Linked DNA regions of Canis lupus: region 2 is linked to region 1. A link is a contact called in public Hi-C data. All regions are on one chromosome and are shown on one strand. Each heading gives the region's core, a stretch centred on a gene start, on an enhancer-like site or on the middle of the called end of the contact. The rest is flanking DNA. Distances are from core to core; before and after follow the strand shown. Region 1 overlaps C1H9orf3 (aminopeptidase O). Region 2 overlaps C1H9orf3 (aminopeptidase O).

The links. A called contact is a pair of places that touch in the nucleus more often than the background predicts.
Region 2: a Hi-C map of skin fibroblasts shows a contact between it and region 1, with 1.7 times the contacts expected there. The contact joins two enhancer-like sites.

Annotation. Positions count from the first base shown.
Region 1 is chr1:72,407,935-72,413,049 of UU_Cfam_GSD_1.0, reverse strand. All of the region lies in intron 5 of C1H9orf3 (aminopeptidase O), which reads left to right. Among named protein-coding and RNA genes, the nearest start is that of MIR23B, 150 kb to the right of the region's middle. Within about 2 kb of position 3,194, at least 8 of the 20 cell types and tissues checked have an H3K27ac peak or open chromatin away from gene starts, as enhancers often do.
Region 2 is chr1:72,527,646-72,532,760 of UU_Cfam_GSD_1.0, reverse strand. The region is part of intron 3 of C1H9orf3 (aminopeptidase O); the gene reads left to right. Among named protein-coding and RNA genes, the nearest start is that of C1H9orf3, 66 kb to the left of the region's middle. Within about 2 kb of position 2,355, at least 4 of the 20 cell types and tissues checked have an H3K27ac peak or open chromatin away from gene starts, as enhancers often do.

The sequences.
Region 1 (5,115 bases), core at 1,945-4,444:
CCTGAACCAGTTCTGGATGTGACAGATTTAGGGAATAGAGGTCCCAGGGCATGGCTTGTGGCTTCCCTTGAGTGGACTCTGAAGATGGAGCCCTGGCAAGGGCATCATTGTGCCACAGGGCTTGAGGTGGCACAGGGATGGGAGCCCAGAAGTTATAGGTCTATACCCAATGACCCCAGGAGAGTGGGTCGGAGTAAGTCTTCAGTATCAAGATGGTGTGAGTAGAAATACTCCATTACCTTTCAGCTATGTGACACTGAGCTAGCCACTGTACCTTTCTCTACTTCACTTTTAAAATCTATAAAATTGGGGTAATAATAAAATCTATCTCCTGAGGTCATGAGGTAGGTCAAATGAGACAATGTATATAACATACAGTGCCTAGCACACAGCAGACACTCAAGCAAAGGAGTCTAGAAGGAAGATGTGTTTTTGGTAGAAGTCTCTGGGATGTGGCCCTGGGCATTCTCTTAGTCACTGTTGACAGTTTCGGCCAAAATCCATTTAGATAAATGACTAGATGTTTTACTGCCTATTTGCCATTCAGAATTTTTACCGGAAAACTTATACTAATCCTAGCCTTTTCTCTCAAACCTAGATCCCAGTGTTGACCAGATGTAGTAAGTTTTCTTCAAGTTTTTAGAACTGGTTTCTACCTCAAGCTCCTCAAAGTCCATATCCCCAAAAGAACATCCCCTCGTCTGCTATGACACCAGTTTACAGACTACCCTGTGTGGCCACTGGGATGCCAGATGGGCAAATGGAATGTAACTAGTTCCTCCTGAGCAGTCTCAGAGCCAGATGGGAGCAGGGACCCATCCAGGTCATCTGGACCACCACTTTGCCCTTGGGACCACACATGCATCCCCTGCATTAGACTGCATGCAAGAGAGGGAAATACAAAATTTCATTGCGGAGAAGAGGGGTCCCAGGTTGAGCATTTTGGTTTTGCAGACACATTGGTTGAAGTGTTTGGCATGTATCACATCACATCTTAAGAATGAAAGAGCAAACACATTCTGAATCTTAGGGAGTGGTACCTAAGAGTTGTCCTCCATTGAAGATTGCCTCAGGCTACTATGAGTCTACTTTTAGTTGTCCAAATTAAATTAGCAAGTAATTAAGTCATGCAAGCAAAGGTTGCTTTCATGTGATATGAGGCCCTTAAAACAATCTAGTTTGACTTTGGAAGGAGAGGAGCCTCTGTCTCCCTCTTCCCTGGCTCTTCCTTCCTCTCCATAATGGGATGTCGGTGTCCATATGCTGTTAAGAGATTGTGAAAAACTTTGAATCACTAAGAACTTCAAGCTTGAGGAGTCTAAGTGCGTTTCCTAGATGCACTTCCCGAGGATCTTTATAAAAAGTGAATCTGCTCCCTCCAGGGATTGGGATCAGCTCCAGTATAGTGGGAGGAGTGGCCTGGGGTTCTCCTTGTCCTTAACCAAAAGCTATTTCCTGCCCTCCTGGTCCCTCCCTCGCTACCCCAGCCTGCTCTGAGGCAGCAGCATGGAGCTGCCGCTGTAAGTGCAGTACCTCTCCCTGGGCAGCAAGATGGACCACGCTGGTCACGTCTCCCTGGACAAAGATGAAATAAATCACAGAACAGCCCCTGCTTAAGATCTGATGAAATTCTCCATTTCCGCTCTAAATTGAATTCCTCCTGAAGGATTGGAGCGGCTCTTGAGAGTAATGAAGGCACTCCTTCCTCCTCTGCTAGAAGCATGTTTTAAATTAACAGACACAGCCTTCTGATCTGGGTGGGGAGGTAGCTTTTAGGAACAGTCTTGAGATGCTGTTTTCAGGCCAGAAATGATATTTTTAATCTCAAGGGGGCAAGGCAGCAGACATGCAACACCATGTGGCCTCCTCTGAAGGGAGCAGCCCCGCTGGTGGTCTCCTGGGAAAGAATGAGAACACGTGTCCCGCCCTTGCTCTTTGCTGCCCTCCTGCTCAGCCCACTGTCCTCCTCCACCACTTGTGGCGAAAGAGAAATTTATGATAGAGAATCCGAACCAGGGGGCTTGTGCTTTCTGAGAGTTGAAAGTATTACTTTCTCATCCATCTCTTCTTTGGGAAAAGCGATAAATTCTGTGAATTAAAAAACAAACAAACCCAAAATTGTATTTAGGATGAAGGCATCATTGAAGTGATTATCTTCCATCCTCTGCCATGATGAATTGATAACTTGGCATTTGTAGAGGCAGCTGACACAGACCCTTTCAGAGGAAAACAAGAAAACCTGTTTTCAAATGGGCCTTGTCAGAGTGAAGACGGATGACCTGCTGGCTGATTAGAACCATGAATAAGGCTCTGAGAACGTGGGAATGTGTGAGGAACCCAGGGGTGAAACTTATAAATCAAGGTTAAGGTAGAAGTAGAAAATTCTAAACATCCATTCTATAATAAAGGTGGGCAGGAAGTAGATTATCTGTTGGTAAAGGAGTATTTACTATTACTCCTTGAAGTGAGCTTAAGAGCATTAGACTTTTCCCCACTCCCTTTTGAAAAAAAAAAAACAAAAACACAACAATGTAAAAAATCCTACTTGACACGAGGAATTCTGACATTTAGGGTCGAAAGGAGAGGAGGAAAGTCTCCTTAAAAGTAAATGCTATTGCTTCGTGTGTGTCAGAATTTTCTTAACAGCCCTTGAGAAAGGTTATCAAAACCTGACTCCATGTTTTTAATTTAGCTTTAAGAAAGAGGCCATTTCCTTCATAGGGAAATACGACCCCAGAGTAGCCCACAGGTAAAACCCAACCTCAGAGGGCGGACTCCATCCACTACAAGAGGATTTCCTACTTCTCAACTGGAAAATTGCTTTTCAGGGAGAAGGTCATGTTGTCCACAGATAATAGGGTCACTTATATCAAGTGAAATGCCTTTCCTTCTGACCCAGGGGGACATTTAGACTTTGATCTTTCTCAGAAGACAGTAGGAAGTACATTTATTCCTGGCGAGGCAGAAGGGACTGGGGATGGCAAGTGGGAGTGTGGGATTCCAGCAGTGCCAGCGTGCGTCCTGAGCCCAGCAGGGATGCACTGGGGCCGGGCCTGGGGGAGTCCTGGCAGGTGGGGAAGGAGGTCTGGTGGAGACAACAAAGGCCATCGGAGGGAAAAGATTAAAGGGCAGGAAAAGGCACAGCTGCCCCCCAGCCCCCACGCAGCTGCTTTGGTGCATTCCTTCAGGCTCTCTAGACTTTGATATTTGCACCAACGGGCCTTGGCTGGGCTTCTACCTCGGGACCGAGCAGCAAGTGGTCACCGTGGACAGAGCAGGCTTTTTCTCCATGGCCAGTCTGGCTGGGATTTCAGTCCTCCGCTTGTGGAGCCCTCCTGGGTGGATTGGACAGACGGCTGTCCTGTCCTCGCTGCTACGTGAGGACCGTCCGTGTCTCTGGCCACAGACCCATCCAACACAGGCTCGCCTTGGAGCCTGTTTACAAGGCCTGCAGTTACTTCTGTTTTGTTTTAGCCAAAAAGGTGAAGCGCTGCCAGCAGTATGTCTGGAATGTTATTTACTTGGTACATTTCTGTGGCTTTCCTTTGTGGGGCTGCACATGCCAGAGCAAGGGGTCATTTACTCCGAAAATGCCAGGTTTCACAGTTTGTCTTCTCCATGGGAAGACTTTCTCAGTAAGAAGGTTAGCTCTTGGGCCTCTCAGTTCCTTCCTCCCTTCCTTCCTCCTTTCCTTCCTTCCTTTCCTCCTTCCTTCCTCCCTCCCTCCCTCCCTCTCTCCCGTCAATCCTCCCTCTGGTCTTCCCCTCTTTCCTGCCTCTTTTTGTTTTCTGAACCAGTGCTCTGAGCCGCCCCCGCCCCTCCGTCCTGGATGCCCCAAGTGCACTTTCAATTCCTGGGCTTTCTGGTGGACTCCGCTGAGGGCCTGGCAGACACTTTTCGTTTGCGTGCCTGCCCTGTTATTATTTCACATGAAAGCTGTCTATTTTGGCACACATGGCTCCTGCGATTTGAGTTGAGCTCTGAGAGCTGAAGGGGCGATGTTGTGCAAGGAAAGTACAGGTGGGGTTTTCTCTCCTGGTGGCCGTGGGGGCGGAGGACAGATCTGCTGCGTGCAGTCCTGGCTTGTGCAGAGCCGACAGGATAGCAAACAAATGGCTTTTAAAGGAAGGAACCAGTGTGTACGGTTTCTTAATTTGGGAGGTTTCACAACTGTTCTTGTTCAGTTGATGGAGGAGAGGTTTTGGGGGGTGTTTTTGTTTTTTGTTTTTCGATTTTTCTGTTGTTGTTGTTTTTGTTTTGAGAGCAAATTCTTCATTAATAAAACTGCAGACAAGTCCTGCATAAATGAGCAATGCAGAAGGTGGAAGCGCGGGAGGTTTTCCATCCGCCTCTTCTTTTTTCAGCCTCCCTTCCTCCCATTTCATCCATGCAGTACTAATCATGGTATTTGGGGTTTTAAAACAAGGTATAGAAAATGAGATTAGATAAATCTCCCCAGCTGGTGCCAGCCCTGGGCTGTTTGCACACCTGGGTGGGTACTCCCCCCACCCCCCACCCCCTGCCTCATTTTGTTATGTCATGTGAATGTATAAGCACCTACAGAGAGGAGATGATACCTTTGAAAAGCTTTGTCTTCCAGAGACTTGGCCTTTATCTGAGTCTCTGGGAAACCTCGCCCATCCCCGGCACCTGTTAGTGTGTTAACTCCGTAGCCAGCCCCAGTCTGAAATGGAAAATTTTGGTCCCATTCTTCTTGGCTTTTCCTGTCTTTCTGCATGACTTCTCAATTTGTGTGTAAGCTCCTCGGATTTTGGGCTGAAGGGGCTTCTTTGATCCTCTCTTGACAGCATGGGCTTCACATTCTCACACCTGCTCTTCTTTTACAGTCCAGATTTCAGAGTAAATGCTTCCATCGCCTTGTCATTTCTTTGGTTTAAAACTTTGGTGCAGGTTACTCATTACAGGTAATAGCTGTTGGATGACGGAGACAACTGCTTGGCACAAATGGCCACCTGAACCGCTGCCAGAAATGTAAACCGCCACTTTATTTATTTCTGAAAGCATCTAAGCTGCAAGCCTACCGGTCATGATCTAGCATGCACATGATAATAACAGGCTCACCAGGCTGAGAAAGCCGCCCCATGGGGCAGCCTC
Region 2 (5,115 bases), core at 1,106-3,605, 120 kb before region 1:
ACATCACAATGACACATCTAGTGATTAGCACATTTGCCAGGCACCAGCTGATTTCCCGAAAGAAGCAAAGCACCTGGGAGCAGCATAATCAGATACCAGCGACAGAAATGAGTGCAGCTCTTGGGCAGGGGATAGAAATCAGAAGACAGACCTCTGAGTCCCTGCTACATGAGAGAAATCATTCCTCCTAGCTGTTTTTAAAATAAGGCTAATGGTTTAGACTGTCGCTTGGTGACCATCATAAGAATTTTATTAGCTTAGAAGTTACCAATCTTTTTTCAAGAAGGCTACATCAAAGCTATAGATTTAGACTGAGTTGTTTGACTCTTTATTATTTAACTTCCTTAACAGAATTTCATTCAGGCAAGCAGAAATGTTATCCTGTGTGTTATCATCGGCCTATATTCCCTGCCAAAATGTACCTCACAGAGACCCCACACCCAAAAAAGTGCTTTGTATATAAGAGGTACTTGATACTTGGTTGAATAAATGTCTTTTGATAGATAGACATAATATGTTCATGGTAGGAGCACTTAAAAGCACTACTGAATAGTAACAAAAATGATTTTGGGGTCATTTCTTTAGTTATGCTTCTGTTTATAGAGTTTATGCCTTTTCTCCAGGCTCAATAGATTTTAAAAGAAAAAACTGGCATACTACATTCTTATTTTTCCCTGTTTGGCAATTCTTTTGTTTAGTTTTATTTTATTTTTGCAGGGTCTAATTTAGTGTATTTTTACTTCCTAGAAAAATAAAACATACCACTTCTTTTTCATGGAAAGGCTCAAGTAAATGAACAAAACTAACTTGAGGTCCTTAAAAATGTAAGAGAAGCAGCATATGAACAAGTGAAAAGTGTTAAAAACTATATGTGCCCTCACATCGTATCTGATTTCATTTTTCTGTGCAAAAGTAAAAGACTGTAGACATTACTTCATTCTGGGCAAAATGCTACTCTGGCTTGCCCAGTAGACCAACTCTCTGACATTCTCTCTCTTGACGTTGTGTGGGAAATTCCAGGAAGAAGCCAAGATTTCAGGGTCCAGACCCTTCTATGTGCAGTTGAAAGCCAACTTTCTTCCCTCTTGGTGGCTCAAAATGAGCAATACTATTTAGGCTGCTCCCACAGTGTGCAAGCAAGAATTACGTATAAGGAAATGGTAACGTGAAAGACATTTAGGAATGATTATGATTAAGAGTTTCATCACAAAGATAGAATGCAAAATAGAGAAAGCTCCTTGTTTCCAGAACTGGGGAAACTTTATTCTGAGCTAGTACACATGTTTCAAGGGGTAGGAGTTTGGAGTGAATGCATTTATCTTTTCTCTTTAGAAAGGTAATCGTGGGCAGCCCGGGTGGCTCAGTGGTTTAGTGCTGCCTTCAGCCCAGGGACTGATCCTGGAGATCCGGGATCGAGTCCCACACTGGGCTCCCTGCGTGGAGCTTGCTTCTCCCTCTGCCTGTGACTCTGCCTCTCTGTCTCTCTCTCTCTCTGTCTCTCAAGAATAAATAAATAAAATCTTAAAAAAAAAAGAAAAGAAAGCTAATTGTGGGGGATCCCTGGGTGGCTCAGCGGTTGAGCATCTGCCTTGGGCTCAGGGCATGATCCTGGAGTCCTGGGATCGAGTCCCACATCGGGCTCCCTGCATGGAGCCTGCCTCTCTCTCTGCCTGTGTCTCTTCCTCTCTCTCTCTCTCTCTCTGTCTTTCCTGAATAAATAAATAAAATCTTTTTTTTTTTTTTTTTAAAGAAAGCCAATGGTGACTGAGACACTGTTCTGCTCAGTTACATCCCCCATAAGGTCATGCCTTAGCACTTTCCAAATCTTTGTCGGTTTGTGATTCGCTTTTTGACTCCTTCTTGCTTACCTTCCTTATGGTGGATCATCTTGGGTAATGATGATTATAGCAGGTGTGTTCCAAATCTTTTTGCCTTGGATTTTGTCTCAGGCTTGACGTTCATAGTACTCGAGCATACCTGTGACCATCGGGAGCAGTATGATTTGGTGTCTGGCTTGCAGGCCCACTCTCTACCTGGGACTAGGTAATCTGTGTCACAAGTCAGAGTGGTGGCTGAGACTTGGAATAACAAGCCTGGTGCAGTGTATTATTAGCCTTCAGTGACATCAGCCATTAGGGAAAAACCTCAAAACCTACGGAGGTGCTTGTGTTCTCCCTTCGGTAGGTGGCGCTCTCTCACCTGGTTCACAAGAATGATCTTGGAAGGTCATTCTCTTCTGGGTTTCCTGTGCTGCAGGCAGGACCATGTTACTGGGAAGCAAAGCCCAAGCCCTGCGGGGTGGCATCGGTACTTGAGAAGCGGCAGCATGACCTGACACATGTCCCTGGTTAGGCACTGCCGGTGCATATTTGTTCTGGTGCCCGTTCCCGCCCTTGAGCAACAGCAGAGAAGAACTAACGAAAGACTGTCACGCTGTGGGTACTCAAGAGGGTGGCACTAACTCATAAAACTAGAAGTGTAGACTCAGCCACACAAAGTAGTGAAAGAGAAAGGGCTGGGGTTTGCTGAAGAGACCCAAGCACTGGGCAAGGAAGCCAAGAGAGGAAGAGCAACCCAAACTGGGACCTTTCCTTTCTTTTTTTAATGTATCTATTATTATTTTAAAAATACACAAAATGTATAAAACATACACCTTGTGTATGGTGCGACTATCGATACATGTGTATAAATATACACATCTATGTACATATATAAACACACACATATATATGCATGTTCTTATTCATCTTAAACATCTTTAATTTGTGATACAGACATTCCAAAATAATGAAATAGCTTGATGTAGGGGACACTTTGAGCAAGAAGCTCTGAAATTAAGAAGACTGGCTAGAGAAAGAGTCCATGGTGAAGTAGAAAATGAGCAGGGATGACAGAAGAATTGGGGAAAGAAATCTGATATGTTAAATAAAAGCATGTATCAATCCAATGTTTCCAACTGAATGTTACTTGTCTAATGTACAGTGCAAGAGTTTAAAAGATAAAGTAAATGCTTAATAGGAAGAATTTAAGTGCCTGTTTTAATTTCCAGGGAAAGCAATAACTTTTTAAATACAGAAGATTCTGTGAGATGTTTAACTTTACAAAGATATGGGCAGCCCGGGTGGCTCAGTGGTTTAGCAACGCCTTCAGCCCAGGGCGTGATCCTGGAGTCCCGGGTTCGAGTCCCACGTCAGGCTCCCTGCATGGAGCCTGCTTCTCCCTCTGCCTATGTCTCTGCCTCTCTCTCTCTCTGTGTCTCTCATGAATAAATAAATAAAATCTAAAAAAAAAACTTTGCAAAGATAAATAATCTGCTTTTGCCTCTGTAGAAGCAGAAGGGTTATGAATGGTGTATTCTTATAATGTGTTTTATGAGTATTTCCAAGACTCCCCTAAGGATAAAACTGTGATGTTCCATACATTTTGTATTTAATTGACTATTCTTGAGCATGATTGATGTGTAAAAATGACTATAGTATCTTAATTTTCTTCTCTTAATTTTTTTTTTATAAGAATGATTTTCCAAAATAATTAGCAAAGTTAATCACAGGTTTGGTGTAAACAGTGCCCCCCCTCCATGGACTGATTGTATCATGTTCTTCCTTTTTCCTCTTCAGTCTTCCTCCTTTGGAAGATAGAATCTTCAAAACTATTCATAGGACAGTTTTATTTTAAAAATGTGATAAATGAGAAAATCAAAGGCAATTGTTTTAACCCTCTTTAGTTAGAAGAATTTTCAAAACTAAATTTTAAACTGCCTCTTATGATTTGAAAAGTGACCCATTCCAAGTCCTTTTCATACCTAGAAAAAAATACAGTTATCTTTAAAGAAAATTTCAGTCCTGTTTTGGACATGAACATGTCTATTTGGATCTTGTGGCAGCTTCTATTATGATAAGAACAATACTTGATAAGATGTATCTGTCTTACTAGAGAGACTATCAGAGTATAAGAATTTTCCACCCTAACTAAATAATTTGAGAAGGTGGTATAGGGGTATTCGGGAACTTTCTGAGGAGGCCCAGAAGGGAGGCTAGATGGGTGGCTGCTCAAGCCTGTTCGGTTAGGGAGTGCCACTTCCTCTGGGTCCCTTCCTACCTCCCCCCTCCCTGTAAGTCTTGCTAATGAATCCGGCCTGGCCGTGAAATCATCCAGTGGTGTGATGGACTCCTGGCCTTTGCAGAGGAAAAACTCTGGGTTAATTCAAGTACAGCATGCTCTCTTTGTTTTGCAGCTGGTGTAGCAAGGGAGTCTAGGGCAAGTGGATTGAATCAAAAAGGAAAATGAAGGCATTCACTGTCTATTTCATCGAGGATGGCTCATTTAAAGTAAACACCATTTAAATAGTCTCCAAATGGCCCATTCTATATGAAGTCATACAGGATGCCCCCTTTGGGCTGTCATTCTCCTTTAAATGGATGGCTTTGTGTGCACTGCGTTTTAATGCCATTCAACCTTAAACCCCATATGTGGGCCTCATCAGGCCACAGGCTTTGGTGCACATGTGGCAGCCATACCTTCAACATTCTTTGTCTCTGCCTCCAGACAGTCAGCCCAAGCAACAGGGGGAGGGAGTTGTAAAGACAACAGCAGTTAACATTTCTTTAACACTTATTATGTGCCAATTACTATGTCTAGTGATTTCTCTATATATTATCTAATTTAATCCTCACATAATCCTAGGAGGCAGATACTATGATTATTCCCTTGTTACAGATGAGGAGATTGATACATAGATTAAGCAATATGCCCACACTGGGCACAATGTGGCTCCAGGTATTGAACCCCAGCAGTCAGATTCCAGAGCTGGAGCTCAATCAATGGACATATTCAGAAGAAATAAGCTCTCATCAATTCTCTTTGCAAGGTAGGCTTATCCCAAACAATAGATAATCCAGAAATTATTTCTCTTTGTCTTTGGAATGCATGCTCTGCTTTCTGGGGGCAGTAATTTCACCTTGTTATTTGTATTTTTTTGCAGTCGGGTTTGAGGATGAGATCAGGTATTTCTTGAGCACCTAGCTCCCTGTGGCAGTGGGTAGTCTTCATACAAGATTGGGCTCAGTGGAATAATCCATTAACAGACAGCCCAAATGAGGCTTTCCTACCAGACAT